2 separate regions of the Rattus norvegicus genome follow, and region 2 is linked to region 1. The links are chromatin contacts, called in public Hi-C maps. All regions are on one chromosome and are shown on one strand. Each heading gives the region's core, a stretch centred on a gene start, on an enhancer-like site or on the middle of the called end of the contact. The rest is flanking DNA. Distances are from core to core; before and after follow the strand shown. Region 1 holds the start of Lingo1 (leucine rich repeat and Ig domain containing 1). Region 2 has its middle 54 kb from the start of Lingo1.

What was found. Hi-C and Micro-C count contacts between places; a contact is called where the count stands out from the background.
Region 2: a Hi-C map of prefrontal cortex shows a contact between it and region 1, with 2.8 times the contacts expected there. The contact joins the enhancer-like site here to the promoter of Lingo1 in region 1. A contact is called at or near these places in 4 of 12 Hi-C or Micro-C datasets (frontal cortex, liver, prefrontal cortex and 1 more).

What each region holds. Positions count from the first base shown.
Region 1 is chr8:65,922,764-65,925,463 of GRCr8, forward strand. Lingo1 (leucine rich repeat and Ig domain containing 1) reads right to left here and starts at 1,403. Exons shown (of 2, transcript NM_001100722.1): 1 at 1,165-1,403. The coding sequence starts at 1,170.
Region 2 is chr8:65,976,736-65,979,435 of GRCr8, forward strand. It overlaps a transcript of Lingo1 not described here. Among named protein-coding and RNA genes, the nearest start is that of Lingo1, 54 kb to the left of the region's middle. Within about 2 kb of position 1,281, at least 23 of the 93 cell types and tissues checked have an H3K27ac peak or open chromatin away from gene starts, as enhancers often do. A contact at or near this core is called in prefrontal cortex, where this site is marked.

The DNA.
Region 1 (2,700 bases), core at 153-2,652:
GGATCTCTGCCAGCTTGGTGCCCCTGAGCTCCCTTGGCACCAAGGCCCGTGCTAAAGTCGTTGGCATAATGGCCAGCAGGGCTGAGCCCAGAGCCGGGAACCAGGAGAGCTGGGCGCCCTCTGGCTGTCCAAGCCCAGCCAAGGACTGAGGAAAGGCTGGGCTGGCAGAAAGGGGCTGGCCCAGATGGTCCTGCCCCCACCGCAGCCTCTTGCACTCCCACCCACCAGGGCAGAGCTGTTCCCATCTTCCATGTGCCCCAGTCGCCACTGCACCCACCCACCACAGGGCATTTGAGAACAAAGGGGAGGTGCAGCCACAACAAGAGCTGGTCAGGGGCTGGTCAGGGACCCCAGCAATAAGAGACCTCAGGGGACTGCCCACCTACCTGGCCCCACCCCTCTTCAAAGTGGGACCCACCCAGAAAGAAACATCTGGTTGTCTTAGAGGGCAGGAAGCCCAAAACCCACCCGAATAGGGTGTGTTTGGGGGACATACACAAGAGGCTCCTTCCTCACCTCCCCCTTCTCAGCAGGCTCCCACTTCCCACCCATTTCCCTCGGTATGAAAAGTGGGGCAGGAGGAGGTGAGAAGCCGGGCTGAACGCAGACAAAGGGGAGCCCCGAAGGTTCCTGGGTCTTCCTCAACTGGACTCCCCCCCTCCCTTTTCTTCCGCCCTCCACCTCCCTTTCACCCAGGAGGAGCGAGAAAGGAGCCAGAAAGAGGCTGACAAGGCTCTTGTGGAGAGAGGGGCAATCCGAGCAGGAGCTTGGGGAGAAACTGTTTGCTAGCCGTGTCCCCAAGCGGGGGGGTGGTCTCTGGTCCACCGAAGGAGACTCACCCAGGGCTCAGAGAACGTATCCTCTTAGGTGACCATTGCCCAGAGTGGGAGAATGATTTAGGGGGCACCAGGGCAGGAATGGAAAAGAATGGTAGGGATGACCACGGGTCCCAGCTTGCCAACCTGGGATCTGTTAGGACCGGCGGAAGGGAAATGGGAAAATCATTTGAAACTTGAGGGTCAGGCCTGCGACCCCAAAGGGGGTCTGGGTGGTACAAGGTGTCCTACATAGCCCCAGGAGGGTGAAGCCTGGGCCGACAGCAGCTCCCAGAGGCACTCGCCGCAGGGCTGCCGACTCGGGCTCGGCCAAGGCGAAGGGGCTCACCTGCATCTCGGGCGCGCTGTCCGTCCGCTCGGCTTGGTCACCAATCGCATGTCTCTCTTGCCGGCGCGGCCCCAGCCCCAGCCCAGCCCCCCTCCTCCGTCTCCTCCTACAACACCTCCGCCCGGTCCGCGCGCCCTCGCAGGGCTGGCTTTCCGTCTGTCTGTCCCACGCGGGCGGGAGCCCAGCCGGCCCTAGGGCAGGAGCTCAGGAGTCGGGGGCGGAGGCTGAGGCCGCGGCCGCGGCGGGCTGAGAAACCGTAGCTCTCAGGACGCCTGTCGCGGGCTCCCGGAGCCTGGTTCTGTCCCTCGGGCCGGCCGGGAGCGGCCGCCACCGCCTCTACCGCTGGGGCCGGGGTCGAGGCCGGGCGTTCTCCGCAGCGGTGCCGGGGCCAGGGCTGGGGCCGGTGGACAGCTGCTGCGCATGCTGCTCTGAGCCCCGCGTCGGGAGAGGGGCCCGAGCGGCGCGGGTGGGGACTCCGCGCGCTCCGGGACCGGGACCGGTCCAGGTCCGGCCGCCTCCTGAGCAGCCGCCCGCTCCGGCTCCCGCGCCGGCTCCCGCTCGGGCTCCGCGCTCTGCCGCGGCGTGGGGAGGGAGCGAGAGGAGCGAGCAGCGAGCCAGGGAGGGAGGAGGGACAGAGGGAGGGAGGGAGGGAGCTAGTGAGCGAGCTCTGGAGCGGGGCGGGGGAGGAGAGAGAAGGCGCGGCCGCAAAACCTGGGTGGGGGTCCTTCTTTCAGAGAACCAGGCGAAGATCGAGGAGCGTCCCGGCAGCTGCCCAGAGCCCAGGGGGCAGCGAGAGTGGCAGCGGGGCACAGACGAAGAACGCTCCCGGGCCGGCGCCCCCGCGCTCCCGCCCTGCACCACGCAGGGCCCCTCTGGGTCCCAGGCTCCAGCAAGTCTTAAGCCAGCCCAGCCCGCGGTCTTCCCAGAGTGCGTGCACCTATTGGCGTGTGATTTGTCTCTGGCCACATGCGTGTGCATGTGAGCGCGTGTGTTCACACGTGTTAACTGGGGTCACTGCACACTGCCATGTGGACCGACACACGCACGTGGACAGACAGGGACCCCCACCTGGCCACGGTTGTTTAGAGGACGGCTTGAGGAGGGTCAGGTCTTGACCCCTCCTCTCGAATTGTCCAGGACACTCCCCCACTCCCCACAAGACACCACCACCACCACCACCACTTCCTAGGGATCTTAGGGCGAGGCCGGCCGCTGGGACGCACAGGAAGGGGATGTGGAGGCCGAGCTGGCTAAGTGGGTCTACCCGGGGGCCAGGTCTAGAATTGCTTTAGCATCCTAGTCTCCACCCCGTAGGGTTTCCTGTCCAGCAGAGGGCAGCAGGTCTACCTGGAAGGCTCCGGACCATGACACTCTACTAAGTGACCAGCAGAGGGGAGTATAGACCCTTAGTCTGGGCTCAGCTATTTACCATCTAACTCCCTAAAATAAATACTGAGTTTGGTGGTTACCACATTTCAGATGACTCCAAAGAATAAGACCTTTATATCGAGACCCAGACTGTTCTTGGGCCACAGA
Region 2 (2,700 bases), core at 31-2,530, 54 kb after region 1:
TCACAGGAAAAGCCCAGGGAATGAGACAGGAGCCACCTTGGCCTGATGTAATTGAGGTGGAGTGGGACTTTTTTGTTTTCTTACTTTTATTTCATGGAAAATAATGCATAGCAATCGAGAGCCAGGGATTCGAGAAATAAACGTATCAAAGAAAGTTCTTCAAACACAAGGCCATCCACAAAGATGAAAATGTATCCCATTGAAGCTGTCACTGTGTCTAGGGACCTTGACTGTGAATGCAGTCTGTCTCCCAGTAGTGAGATCCAGGCAGCTCTCCCAGCGGCTCTCTTGGCCCGGGCCTACACTCCAGGAGCAGAATACCAAGGTGAGCTGCCATGCACTCCTGACTCACTCCCTCCCCACCAGTGCTGGCATAGATGACCTCAGAGGCCATGGCTGCCAGGCAGATAGCATCAGCCCACAGGTGGAGTCATAAAGGCCTAAGAGGTGAAAGACCCCACATGACTGACCAGGAAATGATGCCCCCACACACACCTGTGAGCATCCTACACACGCAGAGCTTCAGGCCAGGGCCTCCCAAGCCTGTGGTTAAAAGGGCAAATGATTTTACACACACACACACACACACACACACACACACACACACACACACACACACACGCGTGCGCGCGCACGTCATCAACTGCCAGTGTAACTAGCTTCATCATCTGCTCGTGACTTCATCTGTTCCTACTTGTTCATTCACAAAATGCTTTTAAGGAAGTCCTAAGTGCTGGGTGGGCCATAGGTACCAGCAATGCATGGGGGTGTGAGGGCACGAGATAGAGGAGTCTGGCCTTGTCACAAAGCCAGGTGATAAGCAGAGAAACAAGACACTTCCTAAGAGTGACCAGCTCAGTGGCAACCCTAAAATCCAGCCCCAGAGGAGGGAACAGAAGCAGAACTGGGGGTGCTGTAGTCAGAGGGTCAGGAGAGGTCTTCCTGAAGGGGCACACAATTGAACCCAAGCCTCAGGAAATGAGGCTTCGAGGAGCCTGAGGCACTGAAGGCCAAGATGGGGGCTTTGGCTCTGATCCCAACTACAAGAAAAGCCACTGGAGGGCTTTAACCAGATAAAAGCAATGATGGGTTTTTTTTTCATTGTTAAAAGTCCTCTCAAGCTGCCAATTGGAGCCTTAGGCTGCTCCCCCCAGAGTGGGGGGGGGCAGTGGGCTGGCTGTCACAGTCACCCAAGGAGGAGGGGAGAAGACTGGAGAGCTTGTGGGGGAGGATGCCCGCCCCAGCAGCACCAACAGCAGTTGTCTGATGCCTGGGATGAGGAGGCGGGGTAAGGAGACAAGAGGAAGAGGGAGAGTCCAGAGCCACATCCACAGACTCGTGCTGCTCTTACAACCAGACCACTGGCTTAAAATAACTCTGAAAAATAAGAAGCAGATGCGACACCCATGGAGCCGCCTACCCCTCCTGAGTCTCAGCCCCTGGGGGCGCATCTTCCTTCCCGAACCCCTTTTCTGCTCCTTCATCCTGTGCAGGGAACACAGGAAAAGGCATAGTGGGCCTCACCCTCAGACTGACAGGAGACAAGCCAGCCCTCAGACAGGACCAGATGGGTGGCTAAGAGGAGCCCCAGCAGGGGCCTGCTCAAGATGACTCTGGCTGAGCCTGGGAGAAGGGATAGGCAGGAGTGATTCGGAATAGTGTGGGGCTGAGGGCAGGGGCAGTATGGGGTAGAACTTTGAGTTGGGTCCTGAAACATCCTAGATTGGAGTTCCTACCTGCCCTGCCCTGCCCTTGCTAGATGTGCGGTCTGGGTTGGTCATCTCATTTCTGAAGACTCCATTCCCTGTCTACACACACACTCCACCAAAAGTTGGACGGACAGTCTTTGGAAGAGAGACATCAAGGACTGGCATCTATAACTGTCAACATCCAGCTCCTGTGGCTCCCTGCAGAGGGCTAGAAGGCCAACTGGGTCTGAGCTAGTTAGCTTCCAAGCTGTTCTAAAAAGTTCTAGAAATGCTATGCAGAACACTGAAAAGACAGGCAGGCTGGAGGAGTCTGTGAAGTTTGCTCCAGTTTCACAGGGATAGGTGTATACCAAATCATGACAGGGACTCCAGAACACACACACACACACACACACACACACACACACACACACACACACACACACACACAAGCAAGACCTTGTGTGACTTCCTCATGGACAAAACAGAAACCTAGAGGCCAGGAAGCTCAGTGGTTAAACAGGAAGCTCAGTGGTTAAACAGGAAGCTCAGTGGTTAAACAGTCAATTCCAAGTCTGCGAGTGAATGGCTCTCATGAGGAGTGGCTTTAAGTGGAGGGGAGTCAGACTGGCTCTATAAAGGCTCTCTTGGCACTGGCAGATCCTGCCAGAAACAAGATTGACAGAGTCAGAGGGAGCTTTGAAGGTAAACCCAGCCCAGGAGGGCCAGTAGGGAGGGCAGAGATCCCTGCTCAAATCCCTCCTCCTGCTATATAAATGGGCAAAGTAGACAGAAGAGTTTCTAGAACCGGGGTAGTTCCTATGAGTAACTCCAAGAACCAGACTCAAAGTGGAGCCTGTATGAATTACCTGATAGCTTAGAGTTCTTGGAGTCATGTGATCAGCCACTCCAACCCTTTTTAAAATTTTAATTTTAATTAATCAATTTTTTATTTTATGCATATTTTTATGTTATTTATATTATCTGTTTTGCCTATGCAATTCTTGTATAC